3 separate regions of the Mus musculus genome follow, and all the other regions are linked to region 3. The links are chromatin contacts, called in public HiChIP or PLAC-seq and promoter capture Hi-C maps. All regions are on one chromosome and are shown on one strand. Each heading gives the region's core, a stretch centred on a gene start, on an enhancer-like site or on the middle of the called end of the contact. The rest is flanking DNA. Distances are from core to core; before and after follow the strand shown.

The links. HiChIP or PLAC-seq counts read pairs in DNA pulled down with a chosen protein or histone mark. Capture Hi-C pulls out chosen DNA fragments and counts their contacts.
Region 1: an H3K4me3 HiChIP or PLAC-seq map of bone marrow-derived macrophages shows a contact between it and region 3, with 3 times the contacts expected there. The contact joins the promoter of Mblac1 here to the promoter of Mospd3 in region 3. A contact is called at or near these places in 2 of 39 promoter capture datasets (erythroid cells and liver) and 2 of 115 datasets of contacts at active chromatin or transcription factors (bone marrow-derived macrophages and thymic regulatory T cells).
Region 2: a contact with region 3 is called in a promoter capture Hi-C map of adipose tissue, with 2.3 times the contacts expected there. The contact joins the promoter of Gpc2 here to the promoter of Mospd3 in region 3. A contact is called at or near these places in 2 of 115 datasets of contacts at active chromatin or transcription factors (bone marrow-derived macrophages and pancreatic cancer cells) and 1 of 9 other capture datasets (adipose tissue).

Annotation. Positions count from the first base shown.
Region 1 is chr5:138,191,251-138,195,914 of GRCm38.p6, forward strand. Mblac1 (metallo-beta-lactamase domain containing 1) reads left to right here and starts at 3,064. Exons shown (of 1, transcript NM_177878.3): 1 at 3,064-4,371. The coding sequence starts at 3,148. The coding sequence ends at 3,930. Cnpy4 (canopy FGF signaling regulator 4) reads left to right here. Exons shown (of 6, transcript NM_178612.4): 4 at 588-710; 5 at 1,311-1,428; 6 at 1,515-2,644. The coding sequence ends at 1,651.
Region 2 is chr5:138,276,901-138,281,546 of GRCm38.p6, forward strand. It overlaps Gpc2 (glypican 2 (cerebroglycan)), which reads right to left and starts at 3,037. Exons shown (of 10, transcript NM_172412.2): 1 at 2,749-3,037; 2 at 1,939-2,097; 3 at 1,315-1,637; 4 at 507-587. The coding sequence starts at 2,914. It overlaps Stag3 (stromal antigen 3), which reads left to right and starts at 3,609. Exons shown (of 34, transcript NM_016964.2): 1 at 3,609-3,754.
Region 3 is chr5:137,597,699-137,602,220 of GRCm38.p6, forward strand. It overlaps Mospd3 (motile sperm domain containing 3), which reads right to left and starts at 3,010. Exons shown (of 5, transcript NM_001254762.1): 1 at 2,573-3,010; 2 at 2,279-2,354; 3 at 1,896-2,125. The coding sequence starts at 2,777. It also overlaps the pseudogene Gm7285.

The DNA.
Region 1 (4,664 bases), core at 1,814-4,313, 590 kb after region 3:
CTAGGCCGGCTAGTCAGAGAACCCCAGGATCTGTTTTGATTCTTGTTCCCCGGCATTGCAATTGTAAATTCAAGCCACCATGCCTGGTTTTTGTTTTTTTTAATTTTTTAAATTATTTGCTTTTATTTTATGTGTATTGATGTTTTGCCTGCATGTATATCTGTGTTGAGGGTATTAGGTTCTGGAGTGACAGGGAGCTGTGAGCTGCCGTGTGGATGCTGGGAATTGAACCCAGGTCCTCTGGAAGATCAGCCAGTGCTCTCAATTACCGAGCCATCTCTCCAGCACCTGTCCTGTTGCTGTTTTGTTTTTTAAATGTGGATCTGGGGATTTAACTAAGGTCCTCAAGCATTTTACCAACTAAGCTACTGGGTCCCCCAGTCCACGACCTTGTTTCTCAGAAACAGAGACCTACATTATCCAAGATCCTCAATATCTGTCAGTCTCCCCCTAAGTCTGGAGTGTCCCCTTATTATGGCTAGACTCTTTCATAGAACACACCACAGAGTCTCCAGTAGTTGATAAAGCTGATACAGGAAGAGATGAGGTGGTAGACTTGGACGTATACCAATTTTTCTGTCCCTCAGGGTCAAAGTCAGACTATGGCAACACTGAAAGGCCTGGTCCAGAAGGGAGTGAAAGTGGATCTGGGAATCCCTTTGGAGCTGTGGGACGAGCCCAGTGTGGAGGTCACATTCCTCAAGAAGCAGGTAGGATGAGACAGCACTTGGTTGGTCCAGGAAGGTGGGAGCACTAAATCCCAGGACTCAGTGTCGGGGATGACTACCTCTGAGCAGGGAGAAGACAGAGAGTGAAGAACTGTACCAGTTATGAAAGTAGTAATATTGTGCTGCTCATGATATCTACCAATGCATACTAATGTGCCTGCCTACTGTCTCCTGGGTTTTGGGCCATACCCTTTCTAGCTACTGCCTCTTTTCATTCTCATGTCACAGGTGCGAATACCGGTTCCCACGTCCCAGGTGAGGCTCTGAGAGGTGTTGAGGGTTTGAGACAGGATTATCCCACGTAGCCCAGGCTGGGTCTGTAATTCTAGCTTGAGGATAGGGCCTTTCTTGCCGCTACCTTCTAACTGGGATTATAGGCATCTGGCACCTCTCGGAGTCAATATACTAGATATTAGATAGTAACCGATACTGGTAAATGTTGAATAAAGACAATCTCGCGTCTTGAAAGCCAAGTGTAACCTTTTGGTTGCCTGCCCCTCAAAAGACACTCAATGGAGTAGGGGGATAGGGAGTGAAAGGTAGAGGCCTTCCAACGCCCCTCCTCCTGCTCTTCTTTCCCAGTGTGAGACGATGCTGGAGGAGTTTGAAGATGTTGTAGGGGACTGGTACTTCCACCATCAGGAGCAGCCCCTCCAGCATTTTCTCTGTGAGCGGCATGTGCTTCCAGCCTCTGAAACTGGTAAGTGTAAAGGACAGACTCCTCCCCTAGCTTCCCAGCTGTTCCCGGCATTAACCCTGAGGTTGTTTTCTTCTCATTCCACCCAGCTTGTCTACGGGAAGCTTGGACTGGAAAGGAGAAGATCAGTGATGGGCAGGAGGAGGCAGATGACGAAGAGGAGGAAGAAGAAGAAGAGATAACCAAGACTTCAGGCAATCCCAAGCATGACCCAGAAGATCTTTGACCCTTACTTTTGAACCCCAAGGATGGGTCGTGGAGAGTTTTCTAAACTCTTGTGCTCTCCCGTCCTTCCCCGCCCCTAGGCTTCTAATGTCTTCTTGGTATGATCTCGGCTATGATCCTGGGGACCCAGAATGGCAACAGGAAAGGAGAAGGGTAGGGGGGAAGAAGCAGAAGCAAGTTTTGCCTTCAGGGTTGAACCACATGCAGCCACTTAATTGAACAAGTATGTGGTGACAGTTTTGAAACTTTTCTCTACGTTTTACTGGTCTTCACCTGCACCGATTGGTCAATAGTGGTGTGAGCTGTGGGAAAGTCACTTTGCTTTTTAAAGGGTCTATTTTAAACCCTTTCAAGAGGCCAGAGAAGAGCGAGCAGCGCAATTGGTAGAGTGCCTGCCTAGTATGGACAGTGATGGGAGTTGAACCCTGATGTGGTGGCATACCGCTGTAATCTCAGCACTCAAAGAAGCGTTGGCAGGAATATCAGAATACCATCCAGCTACTTGGCAGTTCGGGACCAACCAGAGCTGAACCCTGTCTTAAAGTAAGAAGCCAAAAAGAGACCCTCAAGAACCAATATACACTGCAAACATGAGGCCGTATACCATCAATCTGTGAATAAGAACAGGATGCTGGAAGAGAGTGAAGCAATACTCGGGTTAGATGGGGTAGACATGTGGGCTATATTTCCTATTTCACAGGTGCCATATTTTCTATATTGCTATTAAACCTTTTATATATATATCAGCTGAGTCCCATTTCAAACATGCACACATTATCGATGAGGGAGCACCCAGACAGTGGGGCCATTGGCCTGCTATCTATTAGTTGCTAATGGTGTTCTTATAATTATCCACCCCAAGGATACTGGTTGGGGTTGGGAAAACAACTGTACCACTAGGACTTGGAAAAGAGGATCAAGAGCTCAGTCTTCCTCAGCTATGTAGCGAGCTCAAGACCATCTTGGTCTCCTTGAGCCCCTGTATCAGGAAAATAAAAAACAAAACAAGAACTCAGAAGTTAAGTGTAATACATAATATGAACTATACAGGATTAGGATTACGCCGTGGTTCAGGCGCGGTAGTTTGTACGGAAGCCCATAAAAGGCAAAAAATCTCGCGTTTTCTCACCTTTTGAGTTTTCCCAGCGTTAAAAAACAAAAGAAAACAAAAACCCTTAAGGACAGCGATAGTTTAGTTTCAAAGTAGACAACAGCTAGAATAAAGAAGTAAAAGATATCTTTCAGATGTGGATGCGTGAGAACCTACCGACTATAAGCCTAAGGGGGGACTGACCAAAAGAATCTAGGAAGTCTTGAGGTCGCATGGAAAGGCCAGTTGGGCGATACCATCTTCAGCAGGGGTGGTAGTGGAGGGCGATACCACTTTAAGATCTGGTGGGTAGCAAACGAGTTGCACCTTGGAAAGAGTGGCGGGGCTTGCGGTAGGATTTTGGAGGGACTGGGCAGACGTCCGTGGCGGGGTAAATCTCCCTTGTCATGAACGGTCCAGTGCGCACCGAGCCCCTGCATGGTGAGATCCCTTTGCTGGCGTCCAGCGGCTCCTACTCCGTGGTGGTTCTGCTGCGCGGCTACGCGGAGCCGCAGGGAGCGGGCGACGCGGTGCGTGCTGATGGCACTGTGACTCTCGTCCTGCCTCGGGGCTGGGCCTCGGACTCCAGCCGCGGTTTGGCCCCATCCGCAGACGGCGGCTCTAAGACTGCCCTGGAGGAGGCGGTGCGTGGCCCCATCCTCGTGGACACCGGGGGACCCTGGGCGCGGGGTGCGCTGCTGGAAGCCCTGGCTACACAGGGCGTGGCCCCCGAAGATGTGACTCTGGTGGTGGGCACCCACGGACACTCGGATCATATTGGGAACCTGGGGCTGTTTCCCGAGGCAGCTTTGTTAGTCTCCCATGACTTCTGCCTTCCCGAGGGTCTCTATCTGCCCCATGGGCTGTGTGAAACGCAGCCCTTGATACTGGGCTCGGGACTGCAGGTGTGGGCCACGCCGGGCCACGGAGGACAGCGGGACGTGAGCGTCGTAGTGGAGGGCACCAGCCTGGGCACCGTGGTGGTGGCTGGCGATGTGTTCGAGCGACTTGGTGACGAGGACTCCTGGCAGGCCCTGAGCGAAGACCCAGTAGCTCAGCAGCGGAGCCGGGAGAGGATTCTGAGCGTAGCTGATGTGGTGGTGCCTGGTCACGGAGCCCCCTTTCGAGTGGTCAGGGAAACAGTGAAAAGTTCAGAGGATTTGATATGTGAAGGCAAGGCGGTTGCTTGACTGGACTCCAGTCAGGAAAGCCCCTTCCAGCGAGGAACCGGCGTCAGTTGGTCCGGGAGACCTAGAGGACACAGTCAAGACAAGCAATATTTGTCACGTGCAGCTTTCTAGGAGGCAGCTTCCAAACAGGACAGAATGATTGACATCAGTCCCCTTTAATCATTGCAACCTAAGCAGGACAAAGGACTGGCTTAGATCCACATCCTCCATGAGCCTCCGTAAAATATAGGAAAAAAAATAGTTAAAATATGTATTTGGGATGTGCGTGTGTGCCTGTGGAATTCTGAAGGCTACTTTGGAAGAGTCGGTTCTCTCCATCCTGTGGGTCCCCAGGATCGAGTTCAGGTTGTCGGACTTGACGCCAGGGACCCTTTACCTGCTGAGCCATCCTGATTTATATTCTTGTTAGGACCTTCAAAAATAAAAATCGACCGCAAGTCATACTGTCCTGATGTAAATGCAAAATGCTGATTGCAATAATCTTTGGGATTGTAACTGCTGCAGCAAAAGAGGAACAGTGTGGCCAATAGCTTGTTCCTCCTAGGATGCACACTGGTGAGACGGTGCCAGACACAGAGTAACCCCTTAGTAACCTGACTTCTTTTGTTTATTTTGTTTAGACAGTCTCACATACTCCAGTCTGGCTTCAAAGCTGAGGCTGGTCTTGAACTCCTGATTCTTGTTTTTTGTTTTTTTTTGTTTTTTGTTTTTTTTTTTTGAGACAGGATTTCTCT
Region 2 (4,646 bases), core at 1,787-4,286, 680 kb after region 3:
ATGTGGCACCTGGCGATACCACAGGACTGCTGTGGGACTGAGAAGGGGGGTACCTAGAGAAAAGGTTGCTGATTCTGGTTCACGAGAGGGGTTTGACTAGGATGATACTGAGGAGGAGGTGGTAAGGAAAGATTCAGGGCCAAGAGTGAGCTTAGGCTGAGGAGAGAGGAAGGAGGCAGGAGGTGAGGCTGGGGACAGGACCAGTGATGAAGAGAGATCTTCAGTAGCAGGGAGGAAGGAGGGGACATTGAGGGGTTCACTCCAATCTCAAACTGTTATAGAAAGATCAGCAGAAGGCATGTGGGTCACCAGAGGGAGGACCAGAAGTCCCAGGAGATCATGTCAGACACCCCGGGGAGGCCTGACTCTGGCCTTCCTTCCTGATGTCCTCTGGAACACCAGAGCCCAGGAACAGATAAGGAAGGGACAGCTCTAGGCCTCTCCTGCCAGATGGTGCCTGTCTTCTTCACATCCTGGGCTCTGTCCATATTCAGGGCCCCTCTAACCTTAAGTGCTTCGCTGACCACATTTCTTCCAGTCTCCAGACCCTGGACCAAGGCCCGGGCTGCCACCAGTGCCCTGGATATCTGGAGGAAAAGAAGATGAGAAAAAACAAACAAACCCACAAAAATTATCAGTTAGTCAAAACTGGAGTGAGAGACAGAAGGAGGTTGAGTTTGTGGGATTAACTTGGGGAGGGTACACTGTTGGGTGATACAGAGAGGGGGAATTCAATAGGCCCAAAGGAATTGTGGTCTAGAAGGGCTGGGTGTTTGGAAAGAGCTAGTAGGGTAGAATATGTATCAGAACACTGAACCTAAAGTTAGAAGACTGAGGGTGTGAGCTCCTGCATCTCTGCTTATTGGCTTTGAGACTTGCTTGGGAGCCCCATTTTTATCCTCTGTAAAATAAGGATGCTCTCATTTACCTCAAACAATTATGGTGATAATTCAATGTGATACTGTAGGTGAAAATGATTCCCAACTTTGGTGGCCATTCTTATTTCGTTGACCCACGGGAAGTTACCATGTTAGGATTAGAGAGGTGTTGGCAGAAAGTAGCTGAGGGTGGAGGGCCAAGTGTATATATAAAAGTAGGGCAAAGAATGTAGCTAAAGGAGACCAAGGGGTCAGACATAGGTGACCAGGGCTTGAGATGGGGATCACCAAGTCAGAGAAGGCCAAGATAGAGGCCATGAGGTCAGAGGTGACATGGGAACAAAAGGGGGTGATTGTCTTGGAGGTGACAGTTCATACCATTAGAGGTCACTAAGGGTCGGAGGTTGCTGAAGTTCAGGTTGTGGGACCTCCTCACCTGTAGGCGGAGGCGGCGGGGTGAGTCTCCGAAGGGCTGCAGAGAGCCATCAGCAGTTGAAGTAAGCCGAGTAAGACAGAGCAGGAAGTCAGGAGGGAAACTGTATTGTGGGTGCAGCAAAGGGAAGGCTCTCTCCAGGAGCTGTGCCCAGAAATCCGCCAAGGTGTCATCTAACCCCTCGCCAGACTTCTCATAGTAGTCCCGCAGGCCGGAAAACAGGCTATTGAAGATGACGGCGTGCTGGGAATACAGGCGACCATAGGAATGCGAGAAGAGCTGAGCCAAAGAATGCTGGGATATAGACAGCATCTCCCGAAAAAACTCTAACAAAGGTGGAGGGATGAGAAGAGGGAACAGAGACAGGGAGAGCAGGGAAAGGGCAGAGGCAGGAAGGAATGAGGAAAAGAAGAGGCAAAAGAATTAGAAGCTGAGTAAGCTGGCAGACTAGGAACAAGGAAGGGCAGGGTCCTGTAGAGAATGTGGAGTGGGGATGGGAAATAAGCAGGGGATTCTGGGGTGGGTGGTGGTGGCCTAGCTATGACTGCAGGAGGTGGGAATAGGAAACGGGGTGCATAAACACAAAGAGGTGTGAAGCACATCTGGGAACCCCCCAAAGGTCCTCACCATTAAACTTTCTATGCCGGGCAGCCAGTGTGTGAATCAGGAAAGAGCCACTGTCCTCTACCAGGCCACGGAATGTGACTTCAGCATCCCTGATCAACTTCTGCTCTGTCTCACTGGAACAGCAGGTGTACTCCTGAGGACAGACTTGAAGGTGCTCACCTGCGCAGAGGAGACAGGGAGGAGGACTGGATGGCAAGAAGGGATATTAGGAATCTCCTTTCATCCCTCGCCTATCTCTGGGGGCTGATTTTTGTCTTCCACCTGCCCGGTTGCTTTTTCCTTTGTTTGCCCCTTCAGCCCTACCTGAACCCTCTTTTATTGTCCCTCACCCATCTCAGCTTCACTCCTATTTGTAATGGGATCATCTATTGAACAGCTGCTTTGAGGGCCATATTAGTGACCAGAGGGTCTTCAGGTAACCCTCCCCAACACTGCACAACCCACTCCTCCAGGGACTTATGGGACAACTATGGAATGAAGAACGGGATTTGTAGGGGTGGGGCTACTTGGTAAGCAAGAAAGTATTGTCATAGAAGCTCACAGGAATTGCAAGGCGATTTCTGGCTGTTAGAAAGACACTAACGGGTGTGCTAATTACAGAGAAGGGAATTCCTTGGGTGGGGACTGAATGAGAGTTATTATATGAGCAGCAGGTTTATTGTGATCCCGGGAAGGAAGTTACTGGAGAAGAAAGATGCTCAACAGATGAAACAATCATCATAATGGTCACTGAAAGGAAAGAGTTATTGTGAGATGGGGAGGACCCGTCCCCGCCCCTTCCCACCCCGACTCTTCCCTCTTTCTTCTCACCTGAGATGAGGGAGGGAGGGATTAGGTTTAAGCTATATCCCCGGGCCCCCAGCACCTGCCGAGTCTCTGCACAACTCCGGACGACCTTTGCCTCACTCCCATGTCCCGGCCCTAGACCCGGACACAGATGGAGCAGCAAAAGCAGGAGAGGTCGCAGCGCAGACATAGGTGCTCTCCTCCCTGGGACGGGGCAAAGTGGGTCCTAAGGAGGAAAGAAGAGTCCGCGGAACTCTAGAACCCCGTTCTCGGCCGCGGGACGTCTCGAAGAAAAGAATAGGAGCGTGTCCCCTAAAACTGAACAACCCCAGCACCGTAGCAGGACCAGGAGGCATCTGCGGAGACAATGGGAGCCGGGGAGCGGGACAGGGGGCGGGGCCCGAAGCGGTAGCCCGCCAATGATAAGAAGAAGCCGGCCCCAGGGGCGGGGACAGGGTAGCCGTGAAGCCAATGTGGAACGGCAACTCGGCAGGGGCGGAACACGGCCCGCACGGCGGAGGCTGGCAGGGGTAGGGGTTGTGGTCTTGAGAAGGGGCGTGGTATTTTGCTCGAAAGGCGGGGTTTGGGTGAAACTGAGCCAATTGCAATTGAAGAGCCGGACTGAAGGCAGCAGCAAACGCTCAGCCAATGGAAGGGGACATAGGAGTAAAGGAGGCGTGACCAGGATGGAGCGACTCCGCACGCGCTGGAGCCCACGTGACAGGACTGCACAGCTACATGCCTGGCGGCTGCTCGAAGCCAAGCGCGCTGAGAGGCAGGAACGTGGTTAGCACGAGCTCGCGCTGCGCCAAGTCTCGCGACACTTCTCAGCCGCGCGAAGACCAGTTAATCTCGCGCCTGCGCACGGCTTATCCCGTGCCTTCCCGCGTTTTTTTCTAAGGCTTAACCGCCCGCCACCAGAGGAAGAAGAGCAGCTGCGGCGGGCGTCTCGCGACCGAGGTGGGATGTCCACTGAGACCTGAAAGGACCTCTGAGGTGGTGACCTTTCTTCAGCCGTGTTCATCTAAAGGTCATTCTTCCAAGTTCAAACTGTGAGGTTGCCCCTTTGGACCCATAAATAGGCAGCGTTCCAACCCCCTGTCTCCACTGAGGTCTGTAGCTCTGTCTCGTGTCCGCTATGGAGGCCGGAAACCCTTTTTTTTTTTTTCGAGACAGGGTTTCTCTGTGTAGCCCTGGCTGTCCTGGAACTCACTCTGTAGACCAGGCTGGCCTCAAACTCAGAAATCCACCTGCCTCTGCCTCCCGAGTGCTGGGATTAAAGGCGTGCGCCACCACGCCGGGCCCGGAAACCCCATCTTCTGATTCAGAGAGATAAGCAGCCTCATAAACGGAAGACACCCTGCTCCCTCCTCCCCCACAGCCCAAATAAGCTTGGGGTCAACCTTATGCAGCGCGCTTTCTGGAAGTAGAGAACGCGCTTTACTCGTTGGAATGTTTGTGGCTTAACTCAAATGACACCTCTGCTTCCGGATCACGAATAGCCTCCCATTTCCTGTAGAGTCAGACAATGAGTTTCAGAAATGGAAATCTGAGGTGCTTTGCTGGTTCGGTTTTAGCAGCTGAGCCTCAGCCAGTGTACCCCTCTCTGATTCCTCTAAGAGGGATTTGTGCCAGAAGCTGCTCAGAAACTGCTCTGTGTAAACCCTCTGGCCTTGTTTGTTTACCTATATTGAAGATTGGCCCCAGATCCTCTGGCCTTATTAAATTAATTTACCTATACTGAAGATTGGCCCCAGATCCTCTGGTGTTATTTATTTATTTATTTTAATTAATTTACCTATACTGAAGATTGGACCCAGGTCCTGTGGCCTTAATTTATTTAGCCATACTGAAAGTTGGGTGCTGCCCAGAGTCTTGGAACATCTACTGCTCAGCTATAACCCCCAGGCCTCTTTTTTACT
Region 3 (4,522 bases), core at 1,760-4,259:
CCCAAGTGCTGGGATTACAGATGTGCAACACCATATCCAGCTGTGGTTCTCTTTCCTGAGTGTGTACATGGATGAGTGGGTGGGTGGGGACATGTACATGTGCTATGTAGAGAGGCCTCAGGTGCCATCTAACGTGTGTTTGAGGAACTGGGTCTCTCAGTGGAACCTGGACTTGTCTGTTAGACCGGCCGACTGCTTAGCCAGCACCAAGGATCTGTCTGACTCTGCATCCTCACAACTGGAATTACAAACAAATTGCTACCGTGTCACCAGTGCTGGGGACTGAGCTCCGGTCCGTGTTCTTTACCAACTGAACTGTCTCCTCAACCTTCTCATCCAGCTGTTTTTCTAAGTATTCCTAAGTAGCCGAGGCTGGCTTCGAACCTGCAACCCTCCTTCCTTGCTTGCAAACCCCCATGTGGTGTTACCCCAGGCCTGTGCCACCATGTCTTTGTGTTTACATCCTATTGCCTTCTAAGGGTACCCTGGGAATGTTCTCTTCTCCTTGGTGCCTCTGTCCTGAAGCCACAAGAAGCTCTGTCCTCTGGTCCCCACTTCCTCTTGCCTTCTATACTATGTTCTCAGTGTCCTGGGCTGACAGGAAGGGACCTCTGTATCTCTCATATCAAGCATACCAGAGCTGACTGCTCGGGGCTAGAGAGATGGCTCAATGGTTAAGAGCACTGACTGTTCTTCCAGAGGTCCTGAGTTCAATTCCCAGAAACCACATGGTGGTTCACAACCATCTGTAATGGGGTCTGATGTCCTCTTCTGATGTGTCTCGTTATATATATAAAATAAATAAGTAAATTCTTTTTTAAAAAAGAGAGAGAGAGAGAGAGAGCTGATCACTCAGTACAGGTTTTTCATTGAACTGAACATAGCTGGCACCTGAGACACTGCAGTTGGAGCTGGAGAAGAACTTGTCTCTCTGATTAGAAGTTAGAAACCAGGACAACTGCAAAGTCTTCTTCCTCACACCTGATAAAAAACCTCAAGCAGGATTATCTACACACACACACACCACACACACACACACACACACACACACACACACCACACACCACACACACCACACACACACACCACACACACACCACACACACACACACACACCACACACACACACACATGACACACACACACACACACCCACACACACACACACACACACCCCCATATACAGCACACGCACACACACCACACTCACACACACACCACACAGACACACACCACACACACACCACACACACACACACATACCACACACACACACACCACACACACACACACACCACATGCACACCACACACACACATACCACACACACACACACCATACACATACACAGACACACACACAGCACACACACACCCCTGAGCCCAGAGACTTCTTCAAACCCCATTTAGTTTCTTTCTAGGGTATTGCGACTGCGTCTTCTCTCCCTACAGAGGTCCCCAGTGCAGGGCTGGGGTTACTGCTCAGCAGTACAGTACTTGGTACCTGGTAGGCCTTTGCCCAGTACTGCAGAAAACCAAGACCCGTGGAGAGATGACTCAATCAAAAAAAGGGCTGACCATGCAAGCATGGAGATCTGAGTTCAGTTCTCCAGAACATACTTAAAACTGGGCATGGAAGTGTATGCCTATAATCCCAGTGTTTGGGCGGTGGAGGCTCTGGATTCTGCACCGCCCATCCAGTCTACAAATGAATGTATATTAGGTTCAATGAGAGAGCCTGTCTCAAAACAACTAAGGGTGAGAAGAGACTGCACATGTGCTCAAGTCCATGCATAAGGACCCACATGCATATACTCACACAATACATATACACAATACCACACACACACACACACACACACACACACACACACACAAAGAATCTGTTCAACTCACTCTCCTGAAGATGTCTGGCTGGGGTCAGTCCTGTCCACACAGGAGGCCCTGGGTTGGGCGTTGGCTCAGAATGTCCCTGAAGCTCCAGGGGGTACGCTGGGGCTCGAAGAACAGAGGTGATGTCTTTTCTTCCAACCACTCGTCCCTCAGTCCCCTCCTCAGACAGCTCAATGCGGAATCTGTCCTGGACGTCATAGTGGCTGGGGACGGGGGCCACGTGCCGTATCACACTGAACCATTGGGAGGAAAGGAAGTGAGAGGCAACCAACCATGTAAATCCAGATCTCCTCCCCAGAAACTTTTCCCAGAGTGACTGCAGTCAGCAGGAGAAAAGACAACAGGTAGCTGTGGTGCCTGGCTGCTTCCCCAACCTCCCCACTCACATGTCAATGCAGGACTGAGGCTTCACATATCCCTCTGCATCGAATACCGTGTATTTGGCAGGTGCTGTGCACAGAACTGTCAGATAAAGATACGCGAAGAGATCTTAGGCAAGTTTTACTTATAGTGCTCCACCGGGGCCCCTCATGTCAGCAACCCCGGAGATGGACATGATTTTTTTTTCAGACCCAAAGCTAGGCATCTTGCCTCTTGATTAATTCCTCCAGCCCACACAGTCTTCCCATATCCTGCTACTAACCCCCAGAGCCCTAGCTCTAAGGCGCCCGTCTCTTCACCTCGGAAGCGAAGCGCAGTTCCCGTGGGGTTGTAGAGGGTCAGCAGCTGCCGGGGTCCACTTCTCTGGTCCGCCCTGAATACTAGATCCGGGGGAAAGACCAGCACCGGGACAACGGGTCCTGAGGAAGGAGGGGAGCCCCGGGACCCCCGCCCAGGGGCCCCCGGACCCACCAGCTCCTGGTCCTGGGGCGCCCCACGGCGCATGCAGGCTCTGGGCGGTCGGACATCCGAGGGCAGAGCTCAGGAGGACAAGAGGGTCTTAGAGTTTAGGGCTAGTGACGCGATGGATGAAAAGAGGACAGGGGGAGATCATGAGCAGAGCGAGGCCTGATGTCACCACTGCCTTGGAACCCCGCTAGATGTGGATCCTGCAGCCCCGGGCCCCGGTTCCCAAACCTCCTCTCCTGCCAGCTGGGCCCCAGGTTCCTATAGGCCCCGCCCCCAAACCGCACCGCAGTGGCCACGCCCACCTGGCTAAAATCCGTCCCGCCTCGTCGCTTCCCAATCCGGGTCTTCCGGTTTGGGGCGCAGTAAACCCGCCCTGTTTCTGACCACGCCTTTTCCGGGTCTTCCCGCTCCGATCTCCTGACGGACTCTGCTCTTTGAGAGTCCCTGACCTCCAGGTCACCGAATTGTGTCCCTGTGCCCTTTCCTTGAGCTCGGCATATGCTCTGCTCGGGATCCCGCCTGTGAACAGCCGCTTGTACTGTGATAATCACCTCGCGGTCAAAGTTTCCTCCGGTCAACTTGTGACCAAATTAAGGGCGCCATCTTCCCGAGAGTTCCTTTATGCACTTCCGCCGTACGGCCTCTCTTATTGGTGGGTGCTGAATCCCTTCCGCCCCAATGTTCGCTGATTGGTGTTCTTCAAAGACCAAACACGCCTCCTTTGGCACCACTGATTGGCTTGATCTTGGTAAGAATTTTATGTGTCCTGAGTTCCTTCTCTGTCTGAGAGTTAAGTGCGAGAGGCGGGACTGTGAGCAACGACCTAGCGTTTGTTTATCTGGGCCTGGGAAACGTATGATTAAGTCAGTAATCAATAAGCAGAACTGGATGAGGCAGGAACTTTTTTTTTTTTTTTTAAATAAGAGGGTTAGTGCTGAAGGGTTCGGACCCAGGTTCGCTTCCAGCATAGACATAGTGACAACTATAACTCCAGTTTCTGGGAATCGAACGCCCTCATTTGACCTCTGACAATACGTGGGTCATATACATGTAAAGAAAACTTTCGATACTAAAGATGTGCCTACAAACCAAAACAGGAACCACCAAGAAAGCAGGAGAACTTTTTCTAAGCCGGCGCTCCGTCAGGACGAACATGTTCAGCTCGAGCGCCAAGATCGTGAAGCCCAATGGCGAGAAGCCCGACGAGTTCGAGTCTGGCATCTCTCGGGCGCTTCTCGAGCTGGAGATGAATTCTGATCTCAAGGCGCAGCTGCGGGAACTCAACATCACCGCAGCCAAGGAAATTGAAGTTGGTGGTGGTCGGAAAGCTATCGTAATTTTTGTACCAGTTCCTCAGCTTAAATCTTTCCAGAAAATCCAAGTCCGGCTAGTGTGAATTGGAGAAAAAGTTCAGTGGGAAGAATGTAGTCCTCATTGCTCAGAGGTGGATTCTGCCCAAGCCAACCCGGAAAAGCCGAACGAAAAATAAGCAAGAAGCGCCCCAGAAGCCGCACCCTGACAGCAGTGCACGATGCCATCCTTGAGGACTTAGTCTTCCCAAGTGAAATTGTGGGTAAGAGGATCCGTGTGAAACTGGATGGCAGCCGGCTCATAAAAGTTCACTTAGACAAAGCACAGCAGAACAACGTGGAACACAAGGTTGAAACTTTTTCTGGTGAGTACAAGAAGCTCACAGGCAAGGATGTTAATTTTGAATTCCCAGAGTTTCAGTTGTAAAGAAAATGACTGAATAAAGTGTCATTCATAGTTAAAAAACAAAC